3 separate regions of the Mus musculus genome follow, and all the other regions are linked to region 1. The links are chromatin contacts, called in public ChIA-PET and Hi-C maps. All regions are on one chromosome and are shown on one strand. The core of a region is the stretch at or near the end of the contact, and the rest is flanking DNA. Distances in the headings are between cores, read along the strand shown.

Region 1 (3,106 bases), core at 326-2,825:
TTCAGCAGGAAGCCTTAAACCTCAGGCCTGCCTAGGCTTTCGGTAGAGGCCCTGCATCAAAAAGTTTCCTCAGATGCCCAGGCAGACACACTTGTCCCTGAGCCTAACAACTTACACCTGACCAAAGGGTCCTACATGGAAGGAGAATCAACTCCCACAAGTTGTCCTCTGACTTCTATGTACACCAACCACATTGCTCATGGAATCCCTCTGTATGAATAAATATATTTTTTCAGTATCTATGCACTAGATAAGTGTGCTTGCTGTATTATGGTAGACTTGATAAACCTTGATTGAGTCGGTAATCTTTCGGTCCTGAAGGAAGTTTCCAGTATAGTCAAAGCTGGCTTTAAAAACCTGCTCATGTCTAGCAACTACAACAGAGCCATAAGGGTTTATTTTACCTTACAGGCAAATTCCATAACATACTTTTTTTTTTGAGACAGGTCCCTCTTGGCCGTTTTGACTGGCCTCAAACTCAAGAGACCTGCCAGGCTCTGTCTCTCGAGTGCTGGGACTAAAGTCGAGCACCACCCCACCCGGCAAGGCAACATTATACATTTTTAAGCTACAAAGAAGTCGGGGGCGGGGGCTACTTGAAGACATTGACGTTCAGGTTATTGGGGGGGGGGTGTCAAATGCAAGGACTCTTATCTATCCAACCCTTTTCATCTGGGAAAATGGTTGCCATTCGAGGCAACAGTACGTCCCTACGTAGCACAAAGAGGTTGGAGGCTTCGACTTGGGAAGAGAGAGGCAGATTCAAACTCAAGGCTGGGGAAGAAAGGGCCCGGGGCCATTTGGAGCTGGGGAAAGGATTGGTGGATCGCACGCAGATCCCGCCCCGGGGAGAGCCTCGCTGGTGAACGCCGCGGGGAACGTTAGGCTAATTACGGCGAGGGTGGAGAGCTCGGCGGCGCGGGAAGCGGCGGGGACCGCTAGCCAGGCAGCCGGCCCTCCCTGGCTTGCCCTCGCCGTGACCTGAGCGCCCAGAACCTTCCACGCGCCTGGGTCGGGCGGAACCGGAGCCGAGGGAGCCGGGGCAGGCAGGGCGCACGGGGCGGCGAGGCCGCGCGCGCGGGGCGGAAGTGGAGGCCACGCTCGGGGAGAGCGCGTGGGAGGGGGGGGCGCTTCAGACCACGACAACGGGCTCGGCCTCGAGCCGCTGGGACCCCTCGTGAGAAGACGCCATCTCCTCGGGCGGCAGCCGCGAGTGCGAGCAGGGCCGGACCTGCCCCGCCGGCGGCTCTCGGGGGTCGGGGAGGGGAAGCCGCCGCGCGGTCGGTCCACGCTTACCTGCCGCGCTCTCTGCAGGGCATCTTTGAAAGCGTCGTTAACGACTCCGCCGCCGCCGCCGCCAGCCGAGCCAGACGACGGCGGAGGCACTGTGGAGTAGTCGGCCATACCCACGCTACAGCACACGCTGCCGTTTCCTCGCGGAGGGAGGCGCCGCTCTCGGTTAACTGCTAAGAAAGGAAGAAGATGGCGGCCGTCGAGGCTCTATCACATTCTTGCACGACCATCGTGCCGTAAAGGGGCGGAGACTGGCAGACGGAAATCCCGCGATGTTTCAGCGCTGACGCGCGATTGGCGGGGGGTGAAGAGGGGGTGGAGGGTACAGAGAAGGGACGCCGGGCGAAGAATATCGCGAGACTTGACCGGGCTCCCACGAGAGTAGGGTCTCTCTGGGCGCCTCCTCGCAGCGCGAGTGCGGGCCATTGTTCCCTCGCCTCGGCGGCTGAGGCAGTGGCGCCCGGGAAGTGTGCCGCCCGCGCTTGTAGGGGACTTGGAAAGGCCGTCGCGGATCAGGGAGCTAGCTAGTGTCCTTCCGTGTTTCCGTAGTAAGGGGCCTGACGTCGTCGGGCGGGGACGTCACGCAACAGTGTCGCGCGGCCGCACAGCCCGAGGGCCGCGCGCACGGGGCGTGCGGGGCGTCCGCGGCGACGCTGCGGAACCGTCTGCGGCCCGGCGGCGGGAGCCCACCATGCTCCGGGGCGCCGAGCTGCCTCTGCCCATGTCTCCACCCGGGCCGGTCACAAGCGGGGAGGAACTCAGACCACCGGGCCCTTAGTTCTCGAGCCGATTGCCTACTGAGTCTCTTATGTAAAATAGTGTGGGCGAGCGGATGGTGAAAGTATGACCGCCCTTTGTCCTTTAAAAACGTGAGTGTTGCACATCCAGTATGTAGACACCTAGCGTTGCGTGTCTTTGGCCAGTCTTACCATGTGCCCCTTATGTCACGAACGTGTCATGCTCCTGACACAAACCGGCTTTACTGCGTTTTCCCCACCCCCCCCCCCGCGCCCCTGCGGGTAGTCAGATCAATGTCATGGTCTGAATTTTCATTTCTGGACTAGTTGGCTTTGCAGGCAGTTTCTAATATTTGTCATATATGCCAATAACCACGTTTCTCCAGACCATTCCTGAGCGTGTCTTAGCCATGCTAGCCTAATGCTGGCAATTACTACGGTGAATGAGGGTTCTTGGGCCTTTATTCTGTTTATACTTAGTATGCCACAATGATCCCTGCTCTCAGTTTAGCTAAGAAAAAGGCAAAATGGACTGTCTAATGTATGACGTTTCCCCCCTCTCAGTCTAAGAAGCATTTTTCTTAACACCAATCTTAGAATGAGAGAAATATGTTCCCTTGGCTTTCCGATAGCCGGAAACTATGTGTCCAGTACCCACTATCAGTTACTAAGTCAGGTGCTGGCAGATACAAACAGCATGATTTTCTTAAAACCAGCTCTGTCTTAGCCATTTGATAGCTCAGTTTGACCTGTTTAACCTGTTCATGGATGTCTAGGAATGTCCGTGGATTTAGAAAAACAGTAAAGGTATTGGGCTACAGATTTAATCATAGCAATATGTAGGAAAACTAGCTAATGAGAGTATTTCAGTCGCGTTTTAAGGAAGTTTGCCCAGCAAATAGCATTTACTCATCAGTAATTGATGTTTTTATTCACTAATTAGATTTGTATACTAGTTAGATGTCTGGTTGAAATAATTCAGAGTTTTATTTATTCCCCCTATAACCAATTATCGTTTAGATTTTTTCTAAATATTGAAAGGACCTTCATTTCTCATTTTTTACAACACTGCATAC
Region 2 (3,106 bases), core at 191-2,690, 720 kb before region 1:
AAAGAGGGAGAGAGGGAGGGGAGGAAGAGGGAGAGGAAAAGAGGGAGGGCGGTGCTGTGGGAAATATTAAAAAATGAAGAACCATCATGCTCCCGCACTTGTGCCTCTAACTCTTGGCTGGCTGGTGGGCAATGGCCTGGGAAACTCTAACAGCTACACCTTACCCCTCTGCAGTCTGTTCCAAAGAGGACCTAACTCTCTCCTGCTTTGCCCTCTTCTTCAGTCCAACCCGGAAGTCCCGCCTACTCGCCCAGTGATTGGCTCCTTTATTCATTAGAGGATTGGTTCACAAGAAGCCACCTGAGTACATTACTGTCCTGAGAGAGCAAGCAGCATAGAGCCATCCACAGCAGGGAGGGGAAGAGGGAGAGAGGGAGGAAGAAAGAAAAGAAAGGGATGAAGCTAGAAGCCTTGCAGATGTGGGAAGTGGTGTGTGTATGTGGCGATCAGAGGACAACCTTAGCAGTCATACCTCAGATAACACCCATCTTTTTGTTTGTTTCTTTGTAACAAGTCCTCTCACTGGCCTTGAAGAGGTTTGTTAGTCAGCCCCAGCGACCCGCCTGTCTCCGTCTCCCTGTGTGCTGGATTGCAAGTGCACATTGCCTCTCCCTACTTTTTACATCTGTTCTGGGATCTAGCACGTGTCCTGGTCCTTTCAAAGCAAGCATGTTACCCACCTGGGAAGTTAGCTCTTTGATACTATTGTCCGGCTGACTAGTCTTAGCTCACAGCATCCTGGGCTCTGCACCTGTATGGCTCAGACTTTGTCTCAAGGTTTTAATTGGCCGATTATGTCACCATCATCATGCCCCGAGGCCACCCGCCCTCTTTTGAGCCTCACAAAGGTATCGACCTCCCATGTCTTCTTTTGTTTAGGCTTCCGGGTCTGAACTTTGGGTTCTCTAACTGCATTCAGACTCTGGAAAATGAAGGTTTTCCAGGTTACCTTTGAAAGATCTTTGAGTGATGGGTTCCTTTCGGCCACACAGAATTTTAAGAGTGGAAAAAAAAAAAAAGACCTGTGGATTTAGTCAAACTGCAGCAGCATTTTTTTTTTTCCCTCAGAAATAAAACCTGTCAGTAGCTAGCCCTGGGGAATGTAAACATACCCTTACCTGTAATTAACCTAGGGCTCTCGGTTCTTGATGCAAATGGAGTTTTAGTTGTTTCCTTTATAGAGGAGCAGGAAGCCTGCATTTCAGTGGAGAGCCAGATCTCTGCGGCAGCTCTCTCCCATCTCCTTCTAGAGAGCCCCAGTGAAAATGATAAAGCTAGAGCCGCATTTGATGTAAGACATATGGTAGCTACTGTAATAATATTATCACCAGCTTCTTCAGTGGCTTTGTCAGTCAGGTGCAATTCCACATATTGTCTGAGATAAGAGAGTCCACCCCCAACCCCTCCTCCCACTTCCTGTTGTTGACAGCAAGGCCTTCCTAAAAGTGGCCTAAGAGCTTTGTGACAGATGTGAGGTTCCCGCTTCAAATGTGAGTAATTAGGCTGAGACTAAGGACTGCATGTTAAAGCCTGACCACGCGAGAAGAGAAGAAACCCAGGGAACACTGTGAATATTTCTGATAGTCATTAGCAGGCTAAGCGGGGAGCTTTTGCTAGCTAGTTCTGACGAATCTAGAGGAGGGAAAAGAAGAAAGCAAAGCAAAAAGAAAAAGAAAGAAAGGAAAGGCACCTCGCCCTTTAGAAATCCTCTGTGGGGTCTTCAGCTACGATTTTGACATTTCAAGCTAATCAGGGACATTATAAATTTGTAGGTAACATTTAAAAGCTATACACAGCACTCAAGGAGTTGGCCGTCACCACGTTCATCCCATTGTGCTTTGGGTTGTTCTGTGACTCAAGCTTTGCTTTGCTTGATTGCTAATTTAATAGGAGTTACTTCTGCACTCCAGGCCAGCGGGCACGCAATAAACATGGTTGCGTGAGGAGCTGGCTCCGCAGCGTGTCGTCCTGGGCTTGGTTCTGTGTACTCAGTCTCACAGACTCTGAAGACTCTAGCAGTGTGTTAAAATGGACACACCCCGCCTTTTAAAGAAAGATGTGAAAATAAATAATAAATAACAACAATGTGTCAAAGTGATTTTCATTGCTCGGATTAATAAAAGGAAGCTAACGCTGTGCCTGCATAGGAGGAAAATCACATTATATTTCTTTTTTTCCCTTTTAATGCCACCCCTTGTGCAGAATTTATTTTTCAAAAATCCCACCAAAGACCCATAAAGCAGTGAGTTCTATTCAGGAGTTATTATTTAGGCACAAATCATGGGCAGTCAATGTGCAGAGCACACTCTTGGTGAATTCAATAAATATGTATATGCAAAGTGCAGGTTGGCGAGTTATTCTGCTACGAAGTGCTAAATAACTTGAAGTAATGCCATTAACTTCAGAATGAAATTGGCATTTTATTACTTTGTTGTTAGATTTAAATTATTTGGTTAATTTCTTTTCTTTTCCCCCTTGTAGAGGAGAAATTGCCCACAGGTCAAAAACTTGGGTTGCTAAGCTATCACAAGAACTACAGACCTCTGGTGCTAGGATCTATAGAAAAACACTCAGGGTTTCCAATAAAGGCCTAGAGCAACCAGTAGACCAAGGCATTTTGATGCCTTTTAATTCAAGTTACAGAGAACAGTGGGTGCCTATAAAGCCTAGCCCTCTCCAGCCCCTGCTGGTGCAGCCACGAGTACAATTAAGCCCTGCTTCTCTTAATATATGCGTATTAGATTGATTTCCTCGACATGCCATGTTTAGCATTTCTCCCATGCTCAACAATAAGCATTCCCAAATCCATCCGGTCACTTCTTACCAGATGAAGCTGAGGGTCTGAGGAGAGCTGTCACTAAAGCAAAGACCAGAAATCACCTGACTCGTCAAACACTGAACTCTCTGCTAAAATAGCCAAAATGGTTTCTTCTGCACTAACCCTTTAAGACGTCAGAGCCAGGAAGCATTATTATGGAAGCAGAAGCGTTAGAAGGAAGCTGAGACCTGAGGAGGGAATAGCACCGCCTTAAAGTTCAAGACCTCCCCCGACAACCATCAATCACCACACAACATATCCAGGTCCCTGGCCACTCCAAAGTGCACA
Region 3 (3,106 bases), core at 311-2,810, 540 kb before region 1:
CGTTAGTGAAGGGACAATTTGTAGGCTAAGCAGCCAAAGTCTACTTCTGAGGCATAAGGTGCTGCTGAGACATCAACACCAATGCACACGTACTACACAAGAGACAGAGGTCACATTCACAGAGCGCTACAGCCCATGCTCCACGTACATGCTGGTCTACAGAAGGCAAACCCTGGACCCAGGAAACAGTCAGGGCATCTGAGCACACAAAGTCCTTAGCATGACAGATTGAAATGGTTGCTCAGTTGTATATATTTGTCAGAGTACTGAAATGCACATTAAAAGGCATTCTATTAAAGAAATTATCCTTTATTTAAAAATATTTTTATTCTTTGAAGGTTTCATACAATGTATCTTTTGTTGTTTTGTTTTGTTTGTTTTTGTTTTTTCAAGACAGGGCTTCTGTGTAGAGCTCTGGCTGTCCTGGAACCCACTCTGTACACCAATGTGGCCTTAAACTCAGAAATCTGCCTGTCTCTGCCTCCTGAATGTTGGGATTGATGGAACGTGCCACCACTGCTCAACTTTAATGTATCTTTTTAATGAAAAACTATAGCTAGGGTCAACATACATGAATTTCACTAATAAAATAATAGCACAAGAGGTATAAAACATAATTAATTGTCGGGAGGAATTAACCGAGTCAAGGAGCCGTCTGTCCTCTTCTGTTCCCTGTGGCTCCATGAGGTCACCTCAGCATGCCTAAGTCCCAGGACACACATGAGAACTCTGCTTCCTAGAGCTGCTTCAGTTAGAGTTACATACTAATGATTTCATTCTATGTGACTAAGATACTAAGTGCTAAGTCACTGCACAAAAATATAAAACAGCCAATCCAAACCAATATACTGCATTGTGTCCATTGTGTGAGAATGTATTTTAAAAGATGTAACTAGTATTTTTAGTAACACTGTATTAATACTGCTGGTCTAAGATCTGAAACAATAACACTGAATCCACAACTACCGTCACAAAATGTGTTTTTGTGATTTCTGCTTCTTGGTAGATAAACTTTCCTCTACATAAACTGTGATTCATATCTGCATGTGAACAGCAGCTGCACACATGAGATAATGCCTGTAAAAGTGCCTAGAGCAAGACAGAAATGAAATTCTCATGATAACTGAATGAAGGAGACAGCAATGCTTCTGAGAGCGATCTCAGCATATTGCACAGAATATCTAACTCTTGGGTGCAGTCTTCCTACATGAACCTTTAAACAGTTAGTGGAACACCAGTGCACAAAATTATAATAATATCACCAGGTAAATGACAAGATCCTAAATAAAATTTATTTGCAAGCACTAGAGGGCGCTCTAAGACAACAGACCTTAGTATGCAGCTGTAAAACTTAATTTTATTCTCAAATATAAACTGAGACAATTGTCAGCACTAAGAATTTTGCTTTCAAACAAATACATAAAGAAAACTGAAGCATCAGAGCCCCATTCTTCCAGAGTGTATAGCAGCACTTACTCCAAGGTCACTACAGCCTCCTCAGCCTCCTCATGATACACACAGCTCAGTCTCCTCTGAGATAAGAGCTAAAATCTAACAACGCCCTTGTCTCTAATAAACAGTAAATCCATGTTCAGGTGGCTAAAGGGGAGCAAACGGCCTTTAAGGCTTAAAGTCAAGGGAACTTATAAAGCGAGTCTGATAGGAGATTAAGGCTAAACGTCCTGAATCCTAGTCCAGGTTACTAACGTCCTACAGCACAGGCTGGCAACTTTTACAAGGGTAATGTTGAAGCTGCTGGGTCGGCCTCCTTTTCCTTTTCTATTTTTTACTGCTTTTTTTTTAGATATTTTCTTTATTTACATTTCAAATGCTATCCCGAAAGTTCCCTGTTACCCTCCCCCTGCCCTGCTCCCCTACCCACCCACTCCCACTTCCTGGCCCTGGCATTCCCCTGTACTGAGGCACATAGTTTATAAGACCTAGGGGCCTCTCTTCCCAGTGATGGCCGACTAGGTCATCTTTTGATACATATGCAGCTAGAGTCAAGAGCTCTGGGGTACTGGTTTGTTCATATTGTTGTGCCACCTATAGGGTTGCAGACCCCTTCAGCTCCTTGGGTACTTTCTCTAACTCCTTCATTGGGGGTCTCGTGTTCCATCCAATAGATGACTGTGAGCATCCACTTCTGTATTTGCCAGGCACTGGCATAGCCTCACAAGAGACAGCTATATCAGGGTCCTTTCAGCAAAATCTTGCTGGCATATGCAATAGTGTCTGCATTTGGTGGCTCATTATGGGATGGATACCCGGGTGGGGCAGTCTCTGGATGGCTTTTTACTGTTTTATATATTCACTTTACATCCTGCTCATTGAACCCCTCTTAGTCACCCCCTCCCACAATCCTCCCCACCTCCTTCCCTTCTCCTCTGAGTGGGTGGGGCCTCCCTGGGTCACATCAAGTCTCTGTGAGGCGAGGCGCATCATCTCCCACTGAGGCCAGACAAGGCAGCCCAGCTAGAGAACATATCCCACACACGGGCAACAGCTTAAGATATGAAGCTATTGTTTTAAAAATGAAATGAAATTCAAATTTCTATTGCTCTTATCTGCTGCCTTCATAGTTTTATAGGCCGACAGCCATAGGAAATTGGAAAAGAAGAGAAAAGAAAGGAAAGGAAAAGGAAAGAACAAATAAAATAAGGCTTTGAATTGTAAAACAAGAAATGTGATCCTGCCACCGAAGCCTTCACAGGGAAATCCTTCCTGGCATTTTAATTTACTTCTCTTAATTCAGTACTGCAACTATATATCCATCCCATCATGCACGCTGCCACGGGTGATCCAGAAAGGTGTTCTGGAGTTTGAGCAGCCCAGGTTTCAGGCAGTGCTAGAGATACATGCTAGAAATGCACTGCTATAGCTCCCACAGAAGTACCTGGTAACTGAACCACTATTTAATCTCAATGAGGCTTTTTTTTTCCTTTCAAAAGTAATTACAAAAAAAAAAAAAAAGCATTATAAATGTTTCAAACCCCCATCTTCCGCCAATTTCCCTCAGTCTCTCTCACAAATGCACAAGCATACCACTGCCCTACACAGTGACCTCGCCTCTCCTGCCAGCTCTAACCAATTACCAAGTCCCAAC

The links. A called contact is a pair of places that touch in the nucleus more often than the background predicts. ChIA-PET counts read pairs in DNA pulled down with a chosen protein or histone mark.
Region 2: an RNA polymerase II ChIA-PET map of memory CD8 T cells shows a contact between it and region 1, with 113 read pairs. The contact joins the enhancer-like site here to the promoter of Fubp1 in region 1. A contact is called at or near these places in 1 of 39 promoter capture datasets (pre-B cells) and 4 of 115 datasets of contacts at active chromatin or transcription factors (bone marrow-derived macrophages, effector CD8 T cells, memory CD8 T cells and 1 more).
Region 3: a contact with region 1 is called in a Hi-C map of the G1E-ER4 cell line, with 5 times the contacts expected there. The contact joins the enhancer-like site here to the promoter of Fubp1 in region 1. A contact is called at or near these places in 4 of 39 promoter capture datasets (the C10 cell line, cranial neural crest, liver and 1 more), 1 of 484 Hi-C or Micro-C datasets (the G1E-ER4 cell line) and 9 of 115 datasets of contacts at active chromatin or transcription factors (the HPC-7 cell line, the SCID.adh cell line, bone marrow-derived macrophages and 5 more).

What each region holds. Positions count from the first base shown.
Region 1 is chr3:152,208,891-152,211,996 of GRCm38.p6, reverse strand. Fubp1 (far upstream element (FUSE) binding protein 1) reads right to left here and starts at 1,575. Exons shown (of 20, transcript NM_057172.4): 1 at 1,297-1,575. The coding sequence starts at 1,404. It also overlaps a transcript of Dnajb4 not described here.
Region 2 is chr3:152,927,130-152,930,235 of GRCm38.p6, reverse strand. All of the region lies in intron 2 of St6galnac5 (ST6 (alpha-N-acetyl-neuraminyl-2,3-beta-galactosyl-1,3)-N-acetylgalactosaminide alpha-2,6-sialyltransferase 5), which reads left to right. All of the region lies in intron 2 of Gm46830 (a long non-coding RNA gene), which reads right to left. Among named protein-coding and RNA genes, the nearest start is that of Gm46830, 29 kb to the right of the region's middle. Within about 2 kb of position 1,440, at least 80 of the 459 cell types and tissues checked have an H3K27ac peak or open chromatin away from gene starts, as enhancers often do. A contact at or near this core is called in bone marrow-derived macrophages, effector CD8 T cells, memory CD8 T cells and 1 more, where this site is marked.
Region 3 is chr3:152,748,000-152,751,105 of GRCm38.p6, reverse strand. All of the region lies in intron 9 of Pigk (phosphatidylinositol glycan anchor biosynthesis, class K), which reads right to left. Among named protein-coding and RNA genes, the nearest start is that of Gm40181, 6.5 kb to the left of the region's middle. Within about 2 kb of position 1,560, at least 9 of the 459 cell types and tissues checked have an H3K27ac peak or open chromatin away from gene starts, as enhancers often do. A contact at or near this core is called in the G1E-ER4 cell line, where this site is marked.